Linked DNA regions of Sus scrofa: region 2 is linked to region 1. Evidence: chromatin contacts called from public promoter capture Hi-C data. All regions are on one chromosome and are shown on one strand. The core of a region is the stretch at or near the end of the contact, and the rest is flanking DNA. Distances in the headings are between cores, read along the strand shown. Region 1 holds the start of TNFRSF19 (tumor necrosis factor receptor superfamily member 19). Region 2 holds the start of MIPEP (mitochondrial intermediate peptidase).

Region 1 (7,557 bases), core at 2,279-4,778:
GAGGCCAATTGGAGCAGTTGCCGCTGGCCTATGCCAGAGCCACAGCAACGCAGGATCTGAGCCGCATCTGCGACCTGCACCACAGCTCATGGCAACGCCCGATCCTTAACCCACTGAGCAAGGCCAGGGATCTAACCTGCAACCTCATGGTTCCTAGTCAGATTTGTTAATCACTGAGCAACAACAGGGACTCCTATGTTGGGTTCTTAACCTGCTGAGCCACAACGGAAACTCCTAGGCTGATTAGTTTTAAGAAACACAAAGAAGAAACCTATGTCTCTTGTGACCTCCCCTTATGGCCTAAAATAACTTAGATGAAGGGCCTGTTCCTGGACTAGAGCATCAGAGAGATATCTGCAAACGAGATGGGTTGGGGAGGGGGCTGGGGATGGGGGAGGGCTTGGGGGTCCAGCAGGGCCTGGAGATCCGTTCTCCACGTGTGCCACATTCTCTGCAGGCGCAGCAAACACTTCTTTACCAGACATTTCTTTTCCAGCTCCCCGTGAATCGCCTTGCTGCTCTATCAAGTCCTGAACCACTGCCCCCAACGTCCTCTGTGTTTTAAGCTAAAGATGGCACTGGGAGTGCCCGTTGTGGATCAGTGGGTTAAGAACCTGACTAGTATCCATGAGACGTAGGTTCGATCCCTGGCCTCGCTCAGTGAGCTAAGGATACAGCATTGCCATGAACTGTGGTGTAGGTCCCAGATATAGCTCAGATCCTGCATTGCTGTGGCTGTGGTGTAGGCTGGCAGCTGTAGCTCCGATTTGACGCATAGCCTGGGAACCTCCACATGCCGCAGGTGCAGCCCTAAAAAGACAAAAAAGACAAAAGAAGATGGTATTTAAGGTGAGGGCTTTGGCCCTTTGGGTGAGTTACTCAGTTTTCCTGGGTCTTTTGCACGTACACAGATCCCTGCTGTATACACGCTGGTTTGACTTGTCTCCAGTTCATCTGTTTTCCATCAACCTAACTCCCGGACCAGCCAGAAGGACTGAGAAGGGCAGAGGGGAACGTCTTCCTTGAAACAGCATCCTCTCCAGAGCCCCCCACGGATGGCCAACCAGCTTCGACCACCTCATCCCCGCTGAGCAGCCATTCTGACTCTGGGGACCATTTTCTTAAAGTGGACGGGAATCCGATGCCCTGACTCTCACAGCAGAACCGTACAGCACTTTCTCATCTGCAAAGCACCGTCACACACTCATTTAATCCTCAGCGAGCCCGAGTTACTATTAGCATTATTGCTTCTGTACGAATGAGGAAATCCAGGCTCCGAGACAAGGCATGACTTAGCCGAGGTAACTGGTAACGGACAGGCAAGGCATAGTTTTTCTGATTCAAACGTCAGTATGCTCCCCATAGAACCATTTGAAATAATACTGCACATGTCTAATTTCAGTTTTATATAAATAGGCTTCGTATATTTGAACACAGCGAGTTTCTCATGACCAGCTCCTAGTTCCAGCTAAATATTCCCTGTTCTCTCGACTGCAATTCATTTCATAAGGTCTGTGCGCTCCTCGCCATTCTGAGGGCTTCGTCCCAGAACTCCTAAGGCGCCTCCTAGCTGTGGGACCTGGAACAGGCTACCTCCCCTATCGATGCTCCATAACCATTCGTCCCGCAGCCCAAGGTGATACTGAAAAAGTACAAGGAACGGGAGATGGAAGTTACTGGTCCCTCCTTACATATATCTGGTTAGTACCTTCACACACCCTTAACTCCCCCCCCCACTTTTCCTTTCTAGTTGGTTCTTAAGGAAAGTCCACAGATATTTGACAGATCAGGATATTGACATAATATGGAGTATTTCTCCCCACATAAAAATGTCGACTTTATCCTGGTGGGATGGGCAGACATTTCATAAAGACGAGCATCACAGAAGGGGGTCGGGCTGATCTAGGCACCCCCAGAAAGGACGCAGTGTCATTTCTCAGGTGCTCCTGCCAGGAATAGACCAGGTCTGGGGACATTCGGGAAGGAAGTCTCCCACCTGTAAAAGGTAGTTCCCCCTCCCTTACGACAAAAGGCTGGACTCCTCACAACTCTTACTGGGGAAGGTAAGACGGAAAAAGACCTAACCTTGCATGAGAACCTTGACTGAACCACCCTTGGGTACCATGCTTTTCCTGGTCACCTTCCCACAGTGAGCCTCTCTGGACCACAAACCCAAAGCCTTCTTCCTGGGTTTAGCCTAAGACGTTGTCAAGTCCAAGTTCCAACCACTCTTCTAGTTACTCATTGCTGGTGCCCCCCCAATAGCTTAATGCACATGTTAATGACATCTGTGTGCTTTTCTCTCATTCATCTGTCTGTGGCCGGTCTCATTTACAGGGCTTCGGCTGGAAAACATAGAGGAGTAACAGGGAAAAAATGTTGTCTTTCCTTCCAAGACAAAGCAGAAGGGTGATTGCCAGGGGCTGGAGGGAGAGAGGAGTGGAGTTACGAGTACGGAGTTTCAGTCTTACAAGCTGAAAAGTATGCTAGAGGTGGCTCGAACGCCCGTGTGAATGAACTTAACAATGCTGAATTTATGGATGATTATGAGGGTAAATTTGGGTGTTTTAGCACCATTTGAAATATTTTAAAAGATAGCTTGACTATTTCTTATCTCTTCATACACCTGCCTTTTCTTCCGAGGTAGACTATAGGTCCCTGGGAGGCAGACAACATCGGCTGTGCGTGTGGGAACTCCGCGAGTGAACTTTGAACTTGCACCTGCCTGAAAACCTCGAAGACGGGGTCTCCTTACTTACTCTTCTTGTTCGTCCATCACACTGCCCTGTATACAGCAAGTGCTCTATAAGCGGTCATTTATGATGACCATGAGAAACAAAGGGCGCTCTCGCTGTGTAGCCACGGGGACACCCTGGGCCCTGGCCAAGGGGCCATGGTTCTCACAACCCGGGAAGTGACTGCAGCATCCCATCCTGCAGAAATTTAGACTTTGACTAGAAAACGGTTCTTCCTGTGCCATTTTTTTTCATTGTATGACTTCCGTAAATCACGGGTTTTTACTGACTGTAAATGCTGTGTTCCACGAAAGGAACTCACACATACGTCCGCACACCTCACCTCGGGGTGTGCAAGGGGTCCTAATTCCCCGCCAGCGGGGGGCTCGCCATTTGTCATTTTCTCCCCACACTCACGCAAACCTCACGATTAAACCAGGCTCACGACGACGGAGAAAACGGGAGATCTCAGAGGCCAGCTGAGGCTCCCACCAATGCCCACCTCGCAGAGGACAGAGTTAGAGTCCACGTCTTCCCCACGCGACACAGGTCCAGGGGTCAGTAGGGCTGTTACCGACCCTTTGAGTTGGGCACCAACGAGGGTCCTCCTGCAGGTCGGCGTCCTCTAGGAGGAGACCCAGCTCAGCACCGCTGAGCGCAGGTGCCGCTGAGCTGCTCACGACGCCGAGCCCCAGGCAGGTGCAGCCCCTCTGCACACGCCCCGCCCCCGTCTTGGCCCGAGCGGGTGGGCGGGGCCTCTGCACACGGCCCTGAGGGAGGGGTGGGCGCCGTCTGAAGGGCCGGGCGCCAGGCCCCTGCCAGGGACGACTTGGAGCCAGTGCCACTAGACGCCACACAGAAGACAAGAAAAGGTTAGACTTTATTTTTCAGATTCTGCCTTTATTTCCTGGGAGTAGTTAATGGGCTTTGCGGGTAACCTGTCCCTCCACTGCCTTTGTCCTGCTCCTCATTCTTGGGGGCGCTGGCCTCTGACTGCCTCCTGCTGGGTGCAGGCCTCCTGGAGACCTGGGCGCAGGAGCCGAGCTGCACGACCCCCCCCACCACCTGTAGGGCCATGTGAGGCCACCAGCCCTCGGCCCTGACCACCCGGTCCCCCATTTGTCTAGCCTCTGGGAGACCCAGGACCCCAGGCAATCGAAGGTCCGTGGCCCAAATGTCAGCACGAGAATCCTGCTCATATGTCACATTTTCCTAAAATGAGGTCTCTAGCTCTCCGGCCCTGACCCTGAGGTCACTGCCCAGCCTGAGGGTCCCTGGTCGCACTTGGGTTGTTTTTGGAGAAGCTCCAGGTCAGAGAGCCGTTCCCACCAGTGGTTAAAGGGCCGGTGCCCCAGGTCAGCGCTGCGGAGGTTGGGCCTGTTCCCTCCAGTGAGATGTCCCCACGGAGTGACCCCTGTGACGTCAGGAGAGATGGAGGTTAGGGTCAGCGAGTGGGGTCCGCCCACGTAAGGGTGCAGTTTGGGGAAAGCAGCATCCCCCGTGTTCATTCACCAGCACCTCCCGTGGCCTTGACTCCGGTGGTGCCCAGTTTTCCTGCTCCAGGTCTCCCTTTGGGGGAGCATTGGATGGGCCGGGACTTCAGCAGCGGAGGGGATGTTGCCAGGTTTCTGGTTCCAGGGCCACCCTTTAGGGCATTGCGGCCGCCTAGTTTCCCTGTCACCTCCGCACCCCGTTTTTGTGGCTCCTACAGTGAATCATGGAAGCTGTGCTGCTTCTAAGAGCCTCAGGACGCTGAAGCCTGTGTCACTGTTTATTCTCCACAGTACGGGAGCTGCTCCAGAGAGCCCCTAAGGCTCAGGCGAGGGCCATCGGCTTAGCCTTCTGGGCTGAAGCCCCTGGGCCGAGGCTTCGTGTTGTTGTCGCAACTTGGCTTCCACACGGAGTTGAACCTCAGAGACAGAGTTCGGGGTGGAAGAGAAGAGAGTCGCTTAATCGCTGTGCCAGGCCAAGGGGGACACGGCAGCGGGCTCAGGCCTCCAAACCCTGTGTCCCGCCCTGGAGGACCCGAAGGATGTGGTGAGGGGTTTATAGCCGTGGTTCGTGGGTGCGGTGCTGAGAAGGAGCAGGGTGTGTGCAGGGCCTGTGTTCCTTGAATCTGGCCTCAGGGGGTCTCCTGCGGAGCCTCTGTGGTTCAAGGTTATCAAGCTGTGACCTTGTCTCTAGAACGAGGAAGGCTTCCGTGGTTAACGTCTCCCATCCGGCAGGGGTTCGGTCCGGCGCAGGAGCTCAGAGTTACTGCTGTGTGATCTGTGTCCCCAGTCCTACTGGTTTCAGAGCCCCTATGACTTGGGTCTGGAAGGTCACTGCGTGTCCTGCCAGCCTTTTTCCCTCTCCTCAAACGGCCCCCTCTTGGGGCTTGGAAGGCGCACTTCCTAGGTCGGGATGGCTGGAATCGATGGCACGTGTGGCGTCTATGCAGTCGTGCTCAGGGCCTCCACTTCCATGGCAGCAGGACTGAGCGTCTGACATGTGTCTGCGGCGGCCATTGCGTGTCTAAGAGCACAGCCTGAACTTGAGTTGACCTTGGTGGGGGCAGGCAGCCCTCCTGTTCCCTTGGAACTTACTGAAGCCTAAACTGGCATGATGGGCATGCAGCGATTGGCTGACCGGACGGGCACTCGTCAGCCTCCTTTCGCAGAGCTGTGCCAGCTGCCCCTGCCGCGGGCCAGGAGGCAGCCCTCAGCGCTTTGATCTAACTGTTCAGAGAAAGGAGCAGCCGCCAAGCTCATACGCCGGCGGCAATTCCGCTTCTTTCCTGAATGTGAAGGCCAGAGGATTTTAGCTAAACCTGGGGGGCGGGGCGGGGGCCTAAAGTAATTGCTTCAATCCAGATGCAGCAAAACCCAGCCACCCCAGGAAACCCTGAGCTGCTTCTGGTATTAGATGGGGTGAGGCTGCAAATGCTTCTTCCTTTTCCTGGACTGGGCTTCTCCGACCTGGGAGAAGGAAACCTGGGTAGGTCACCCGAGGCTGTGACCTTTGAGCCTTTCTCTTAGATGCTTTATACCCGTTAGCAGCTAGGTGGCTCAGGCTGGTTCCAGTATTTTCTCAGAGGCCCCCTTGGTAGGGCTGCCATCAGAATGTCGTCTACCTCCTGGAGGGGGTCCCTCCTCCAGATGCAGATCTTTTAGGCCATTCGCTGAGTCCCCCCAAAGATGGTGGGGGGTTTTGAATGCTTGGGGCAGGACAGTCCAGAAGTGTTATTGTTTCTGTTGTGTGTTTGGGTCCTGCCACTCAAAAGCAAAAATTTCTTGTGACTCTGGAGTTAATGGAGTGCAGAAGACATCTTCTAATCTAATACAGAATATTGGGTCCTGGTGGACGGTGGAGTGGCCAGCAGGGCGCAGGGATGAGGGCCCACTGGATGTGTCTCCTCAGCGGCTTCATCACTGCCCTGAGGTCCTGTATCGTTCGACATTCCCCACTGGGTTTCCTCACGGGGAGAGGGGGGTGTCACAGGCTGATTGGCTGGTCCAGGAAGGCCCCGGTCAGCTAGGCCCTGAACCACAGGGACAGGGCCCAACAAGGCCCCCTGACCGAGGGGTACTGTTTTCTATTGGGCCATGTCTGTCTGGGATTTAGATGGAAGAGCACAGGAGCGGCTCCTGCAGCTCATCCCAGCCGCCCCAGGGCCCAGAGCTCGGGATTTACTCCGGGAAGGTTTGGCCTCAGCTATTAGCGTTGTCACCTGTGCCCTTGGTCTCCGGGGACACCGGTCTCCAGTTTGTCTTCCATTAGGCGGGTAGTCACCCCAGTTCGTGTAAATCTTTCAATTTATGTAAATCTTCCCAACTCACGTTAGGTCTTCCTAACGGGAGTCTAGGACCTTCAGGGTCGAATAGGAGGGGCTGGTGAGCGTGGCTTGGCCCACTCAGCCGTCTGATGGCTCTGTGGACGCCCACTCATGGGCCTTCCCCGACAACCCCAGAATTTTACGGCTCTTGTGACTGACTTTGCCCAATCGGGTGTTCAGAACTGAATAAGTGGTACTGGTGTTTTCTAGGAATTCACCAGGCTTTCCCCCCAAGTCCAGTGTCAGCCAGGGTTGCTTGGGGGTCACTGGAGGCCAGCTCTGGCCCCACCCTTCTTCATCTGTGTGGACCATCTGCCTTGGAGGCCGGTGGCCGGGATCTGCCATTTCTGTCTCCCTCTGTGGGTGGTGAGAACATTTTCTTTTCCAGGGTCCCTCTTGTTCCCATGTGACGCACTGATTGGGCCCTAGTGTCCTGCTGTCCCTCGGTGGGGGCTGGGGTCACTCACTGGCGCTGAGAGTCTCCGTGGGCGGTCAGTCCAGAGTCCTGTGCTGACTGGATGACCCTGGAAGGCCACAGCCAGCAGGATGGCTTGCCTCGGGGCCTTTCCCCTGGCTTCTTCCTCTGTCTCATTGTTAAACACCCAGCAGGCAGCCTCGAGCAGGCTGGGGTATCTGGTTCTAGTTCCGGTTTCTGGCGTCTACACCTAATATCCGGGGCACTTTGGGAACTGAGTCAGGACCTCAGGATCGCGGACCCTTCCAGTGACTCTGGGTTGGTTGGTGTGTAGACTGAGGCATTCCCTGAGGCGCCCTAGGAGTGCTGAGGGGTCCCCTTGGCTCCTGGTCGACTTTATCTTGTTCCAGTTGTTTCTTGCTGCCTGGACTCCCATGAGGGCCACATTTTCATAGAGGGTCAGCCTCTGTCTCCCCCTCTTCTTCATCTTCGCTTTCCTCCCAGGTGGGTTTGTTACCTGGCCCCCCTGATTCCTGTCTAAAAATAGCCTGACCTGCCTTGTTTCAGGTCCCTTTGTCTGTGTCCTCTCACTC
Region 2 (7,039 bases), core at 620-3,119, 320 kb after region 1:
GGCAGCTTTCTTTCTCACACCATTTTTGTCAATATCAACACTGACCCCTCAGGGAAGTAGGGTAGCAAATTTCATTCAGAAATTATTATTATTATGTATATAATTATTATTTCATTCAGAAATTACTTCATTATTTCATTCAGAAATTATTATTTATTTATACATTTCTTTTTTTTTTTTGTCTTTTTGTCGTTGTTGTTGCTATTTCTTGGGCCGCTCCCGAGGCATATGGAGGTTCCCAGGCTAGGGGTCGAATCGGAGCTGTAGCCACCGGCCTACGCCAGAGCCACAGCAACGCGGGATCCGAGCCGCGTCTGCAACCTACACCACAGCTCACGGCAACGCCGGATTGTTAACCCACGGAGCAAGGGCAGGGACCGAACCCGCAACCTCATGGTTCCTAGTCGGATTCGTTAACCACTGCACCACGACGGGAACTCCTATACATTTATTTGCCTTTTGGGGCCACACCTGTGGCATATGGACGTTCCCAGGCTAGAGGTTGAATCGGACCCGCAGCTGCCAGCCTACGCCACAGTCACAGCAGCAACAGATCTGAGCCGTGTCTATGACCTACACCACAGCTCACAGCAATGCTGGATCCTTAACCCACTGAGCGAGGGCCAGGGATCGAACTCGCAACCTCATGGATCCTAGTCAGGTTCTTTAACCACTGAGCCACAAAGGGAACTCCCAGAAATAATTTTTAAAGAGACAAATAAATGTGGGGATTAAATAAAAGCTCACATTATTAAGCTCACTATGATCATATTCCAGACTCATCTGTTCAAAAACAGGACAGTAGGAACAATAAGGAAACAAAGACCCCCAAAAAAGTAACAACATAAGGTACACAAAGTCGACAAGTACAAAGTCGAACAGGCATCAGCTAAGTCCCTTTCAAGCTTGCCTTCCTTCCACCATTCATCCATTCATCCATTCCTGAGCGCCTACTGAATGCCAGACGCCCCGCGGGGCCTGGGGGTGGATGCACAACCAGAAACACGGGAACTCGGTGACTTCCTGCGGGAGAAATGAACCTGCACCGCCTCAGAGGGCAGCAGACCCCTCCAGTTTCGTGTTTTAAAAGAAAGAGCCCAAAACTTTGAAAAACATTAAAGACAGCGTTTCGAGCATCAAGGGAAGGAGTAATTACACAAGCGGGTCCTTGCAAAAAAGACACTCGAGGCCGCAGGTGAGCTCACTTGGCGGCCCCGGCCTCACCAGAACTGTTCCTGCTGCGGGGGTGGGAGTGGGGGCAGGTGTGGAGGGGGAGGAAGGGGAGTGGGGGCACGTGCGGAGAGGGAGGAAGGGGAGTGGGGGTGAGAAGAATGGGGGGTTAGGCGGGGGGGGGAGCGCTCAGGGCTGGGACGTGGGGACTCGCAGGGCTGGTGCTTTACCCTCCCCGCCCCCTGGCACCAGCCCCTCGGAGGAAGGACCGGCAAGGTGACCCCGGGGCAAACGACACCTCCCTCCCGTGCGAGACGGGCTTGCCGCCCGGCCCCCCCAAACCCCGACGACCCAGCTGGGACCCTGCGGGCCACTCACCTGGCGCTCGCCGAACAGGTCCAGGCGACGGCCCTGGGGCCGGACATTAAAGGCGGCGCCCACCGGGGACCAGCTGGTGCTGACCTGCCGGGCCCCGAGCCGGGCCCGGAGGCCGCCCAGACGTCGTGCGCACAGCATCGCGCCCCGCATCTCCCGAGCGCCGCGAGGCCGGGGGAACCCTAACCCCGCAGCCTGCTGGCTCAGCCCCGCGGGAACGCGTGCAGCGTTTCCACGGCAGCGGCCCCCGCGCCACGTGACCTCGCGCTTCCCAGGAAGGGCGAGAGGCAGCGAGACTAACGCACCTCCGCGTCCCCAGGGCCAGAGCGTCGCCCCCGCCTTCCCGGCTGCCGCCTCTAGCGCCCCCGCGTGCCTGGAGGAGGAACCGCAGGGTCGCCCCGCCCGCCCCGGTGAAACTTGCCCGGAACGCACGTGGGTGGCCGGCGGGCCAGGCGCTCCCCCCGACCTGTGGCGTAGACGCGCCGCCCTGGGTCTGTCTCCTTTCCTGGGGGGTGCGGGTCACGTGCCCCGCGTTTGCACATCCGAGCTCTGCAAGCAGAGCTGTCCATGGACTTTCATCCATTGCCTGTAAACTCGCGAGGATCGATAGTACAACCGACAAAGCAGTGTCAGGTGCGAGGGGCTGGGGCATCCTACCGATGTCCAGTCACCTAAGCAGGGAGACCTGGGGCGGGAGGCTGTGGAGGAGAGAGTGGCGCATGGGGGACTGGACCAGCGGCCGGAGGCACCCTCTCGGGCAGGGACGAAGCTGTGCAGGGATCAGAGCATCACCAGGACGGCCCTTGAGGGTGACCCTGGAAGGACCCCCAGGAGGCTGGGGTGAGCTGGCGGGGAGCCTGCCCTGCAGCCTCGCTTCAGCTTCCTGTGAGAACCAGACACCCGGATGGAGTCCATCAGCGCCCAGGGCAGGCAGGCTGCGCCGAAGGATGGCCCCGGTGTCTCGGACCCCGACGTTTGACGTGTGCGGAGGACCAGCACCTGAGGGAACGTTGTAGCTCATCTGAATGTATGGCTTGGGAGCCACTACGCTCCTGTTAACACCTGTCGGGTGTGAGCAGCCTGGGAACCTTCTCTGAAGTTCCAGAGAGCCAGGAGGGAGGGCCAAGTGGTCTGGGCTTCCAACCCACCCTTCGCGTCGTCTCCACAACACTCCGGTGTTAAATGGAGTTTGTTTTCAGTTTAGCCTGGTCGGGAGAAAAAGCCCCGGTGATAATAGTGGCAAAGAAACTTTAGTTACAGAAAGTGCCGTGAGGCTCCTACACAGTTCTCCGCGGCATGACTAGAAGGTCTGTATTTTTTGTGTGTACGCATAAGAAGTGATTTCATTTTCTACTGGTGTTTTTCAGTCAGATTTTAGGGAGTTCCCATCGTGGCTCAGGGGTAAACGAACCCGACTAGCATCCATGAGGATGAAGGTTCTGCCCCTGGCCTTGCTCAGTGAGTTAAGGAAGCCTTGTATTTTGGCTAAGCGGACAAGAAGCTGTGAAAAAAAAACCAAGTCAGATGGAATTTGCCCTGCTGGGTTTGAGCATATTGGGACGGGCTCCTTTCTTGTCCTCTTTCTACCTCTGGGGTTGGAAAAGTCCATCCGTCCCACCCTTGTGTTCTGGAAGCGCCAGCCTTTTCTCTGGTTTCGCAGGGTCACAGATGAAGGAGCATTTTGTCCCAGGACGATGCACACAATAGGTCTCAGCTATAACTGACTTAGATTTAGATGATGAGAATCAGGGACTTCTGAGTTGATATTTATTTATTTATCTTCTTAGGGCCTCATCCGAGGCCCATGAAAGTTCCCAGGCTAGGGATCAAAGCAGAGCTGCAACTGCCAGGAGTTCCCATTGTGGCTCAGCCGAAACGATCCCCATTAGTAGCTATGAGGATGCAGGTTCGATTCCCTGACCTTGCTTTCGTGGAATAAGGACCACACGTTGCTGTGAGCTGTGCTGTTAGTCGCAGGTACGGCTCAGATCCTGCGTGCTCCAGTTCACCTGCTAGCCTGGAAACTTCTAAATGCCACACCTGTGGCACTAAAAAAACAGCTCACCACCACACCAGATGCTTAACCCACTGCACGAGGCCAGGGATCGAAGCTGCATTCTCATGGATCCTAGTTGGGTTCTTAACCCCCGGAGCCACAACAGGAACTCCCAGGGCAAGTATTTTTACATGTACTCTTGCAATGACAGGAAAGACCTACAGAATCAGCTCGGGAAATAACTTGCCTATTTATCGCCTTTTTACGGGTTTGACGGTGATGGTTTCATTCATCCATGAGATCATCAAACAACATCTTCGCTGAGCCAATTCTGGGGCCGTCACGGTCACGGTCACGAGCTGCTGAACAGGAGGAAGCCCGTGAACGTGGTGTCGTCGTCCTCATCCGCAAACAAGCCGTTGAACCGCTCCCCTCCCAGCACCTGCAGCCACACCTCGTCCCCCAGCTTCAGCGGCAGGACGATGCCGCCCGACGCCTGGTCCTCGGAGCTCGTGTAACCGTCCTTGGTGTGCAGGATTTTGACCCCGTTTTTGACCAGTGCCACCTGGACGTTCCTGGAGAAGACAGTGAGGTGGTAGGTGAAGAAGTAAACGCCGGCCACGTGGCAGGTGAATTTCCCGGTGGCCACGTCGTAGTGGTTGAACTCGTTGTACAGGATCCTGTCGAATCGGACGGGTACATCCGACGGGGGGAACTTGCTGAGCACCGAGAGCCCCACGGTGAAGGCGCTTTTGGGCAAGACCGGCGTCTCACCCATTCTCCCTTTCTCTCCCCGATCCCCTTTCCAGCCCCTCACTCCCCGGACGCCTGGCTCACCCTGGGGCCCCAGGGGTCCGGCATCTCCCCTGGGACCAGGCTTTCCAATGGGCCCCATGGGGCCCGGGGAGCCAGTTGGGCCCGAAGGTCCAGTGCTGCCCTTTGGCCCTTCCGGACCAATGGGACCCACGTCCCCCTTGTCCCCCTTCAGTCCTTGGGGGCCCGGCTCTCCGCTGAGGCCTTTCTCTCCCGGGGGGCCCACAAGTCCCTTGGGCCCATGTTTTCCTGGAGGTCCTCTGGAGCCCTGGTCGCCTTTGATGCCCTTGGCTTCGACGTGTCCATCGACCCCTAAGCAGGACAAGAGAGGACAGAGGCAGAGAGGAGCTGTGACACGTCACCTGTGAGAGCAACTGTGGTTGTTCTGCTACTGAGCATGTGAGTGAGATACAGCAGCGTCAGGGCCCAGGTCCAGGACAAGCTCAGGGTCTGAAAGCTAATTTGCCCCTGAACTGTGCTCACACAAACCCACACATACACACACCTTTCGATTTGTGGACAGTAAATCAGCCGCGGGGCTCACACTAGAAATAACAGCTTTGGAGTTCCCGCCATGGCACAGTGGGCTAAGAATCCCACTGCAGCAGCTCAGGTTGCTGCAGAGGCACAGGTCCCACTCCTGGCGGGCGCAGCAGGCTGAAGGACCTCACATTCAGTCCCTGACTTCCATGCGCCCTGGGTGCAGCCATAAAAAAAAGATAAAAAGAAATGACAGTCTTTTTGCTGCCTGAGTCTGACAGTGAGTGGTGCCCCCTCCTCTGCTTTGGAGGAGCAAAGAACGCAAGCAGCAGGTGTACCAGGGCTGCTCCAGGGGCTGATGTGCAGCTCTGATGGGGTTTGGGGGCTTTTTTGGTCTTTTTAGGGCCTCACCCGTGTCATACGGAGGTTCCCAGGCTAGGGGTCCAATCAGAGCTGCAGCTGCCAGCCTACACCACAGCCACAGCAACACAGGGTCCAAGCCACATGTTTGACCTACACCACAGCTCACGGCAACGCTGGATCCTCAACCCCCTGAGCGAGGCCAGGGATCGAACCTGCATCATCACAGATGCTAGTCAGATTCATTTCTACTCAGCCAGGACGGGAACTCCAGCCCTGATGCTTTCACACCCACACACCTGCCGCCCAGAGGCTCATCCAAGTGACCACAGACTCGTCCTGGGTTGCCGCTCACTGCTCAGTACATCTGCCAACCTGTCTGCTGTGTCAGGTGCATCGGGCTGCAGTGGTCCTGCTGTCCCCCAGCCCCTCCTCCTCCTCCTCACACCCCAACTGGGCAGCGGTGGTTACGAGCGCACGCTCTGGAAGTAGACACCCTGTCTCCACCACTCGTGCACAAGCCGATTCCCCAGGATAGGAAGCAACTCCTTTAAGGACTGTTGTGCTAAGTAAGGCAGCACCAGCACGAGGGAACATCATGCGTGTGGGACCACCACCTCCCTCCCCATCGGTGACAACTGTCAGCATCCTCTCCACCTCCAGGGCCCGGCTCAGGTGCCACCCTCTCCTGCAGGGCACTAAGTCGGAATCCAGTGCCCCTGAATCAGGCTTCCGCAAACCATGGCCCGTGGGCCACACCCACCCTCTGCCTATCTTTGTACCCCTGCAAACTAAGAATGGTTCCCCCCCCCTTTTATTTTTTTGCCAAGCCCATGGCACATGGACGTTCCTGGGCCAGGGATGGAATCCAAGCCACTGCTGTGACCTACACCACAGCTGCAGCAACTCCAGATCCTTTAACCCACTGAGCAGGGCCAGTGACAGAACCCACACCTTCTCATTGGCCCGAGCCACTGCAGTCAGAGTCTTAACCTCGTGTGCCACAGCAGGAACTCCCTGGTTTACATTTGAAAATGGTCACAAATAACGTTCCGAGCTACAGGACAATCATGCAAAATTCAGGTCCCACTGGACCATAGCCCCAGTTACTGAGGCATCATTTACACTGCTCTTCTCCACGATGGCAGAGCTGAGGAATTGTGGGGAGACCTGGTGGCCCATAAAGCTGAAAATATTTACTATCTGGCTCTTTATGGAAAGTTTGCCCGTCTCTGCACGGAATCCCGAGCTGCTGGAGAGAACTGGGTGGCCGTTATCCGTGGATCATCCTCAGAGCCTCATAAGGGACTTGTGTTGGTAGACACTTAAATTCTTTTTTGGGGGGGTGGGAGGGCTGCAGCTATGGCACGCAGAAGTTCCCAGGCCGGGGTTCGAACCTGTGCCACATCAGCAGGTCCTTAACCCACTGAGCCACCAGGGAGCTCCAACACTCAAGTTCTCATTATATCCCTGCCAGCTGAGGACGAGGGCACAGCCAAATGGAAAGCCACCTCTGACCTGGTTCTCCTTTCTCTCCCATCATCCCGTCCTTCCCTGGACCACCGGGACGTCCTGGTTCACCTGGTGGAAAATGAGAAAACAGGCAGGAGTTAAAATCCGGTTCAGAGGAGAAGGTCTGCCCGCCTCCTGTGAAAGCAGATGTGGGACGGAAGGGAGGGTTCTGGAAGGATCTCTGTGGTGCCTTAGAGTGCTGTGCAGGCCCATTGGGGCATCAGGCCATGAGGTTTTGCTGACCACGTAGGAGTCCTGATGCTCAGAACAGGCTCCTGGAGCACCAGTGTCCTGTGTCACGTCCACGCGCCTGTGTTTGTAAGCTGTGTACGG

Evidence for each region. Promoter capture Hi-C pulls out the DNA fragments that hold promoters and counts their contacts.
Region 2: a contact with region 1 is called in a promoter capture Hi-C map of fetal skeletal muscle, with 8 times the contacts expected there. The contact joins the promoter of MIPEP here to the promoter of TNFRSF19 in region 1. A contact is called at or near these places in 4 of 5 promoter capture datasets (fetal liver, fetal skeletal muscle, liver and 1 more), 1 of 47 Hi-C or Micro-C datasets (omental adipose tissue) and 1 of 2 datasets of contacts at active chromatin or transcription factors (skeletal muscle).

The regions. Positions count from the first base shown.
Region 1 is chr11:2,465,778-2,473,334 of Sscrofa11.1, forward strand. It overlaps TNFRSF19 (tumor necrosis factor receptor superfamily member 19), which reads left to right and starts at 3,529. Exons shown (of 10, transcript XM_021065470.1): 1 at 3,529-3,607.
Region 2 is chr11:2,788,891-2,795,929 of Sscrofa11.1, forward strand. It overlaps MIPEP (mitochondrial intermediate peptidase), which reads right to left and starts at 1,870. Exons shown (of 19, transcript XM_021065471.1): 1 at 1,549-1,870. The coding sequence starts at 1,698. It overlaps LOC100522569 (complement C1q and tumor necrosis factor-related protein 9), which reads right to left. Exons shown (of 4, transcript XM_003130884.4): 3 at 6,713-6,775; 4 at 2,965-4,666. The coding sequence ends at 3,894.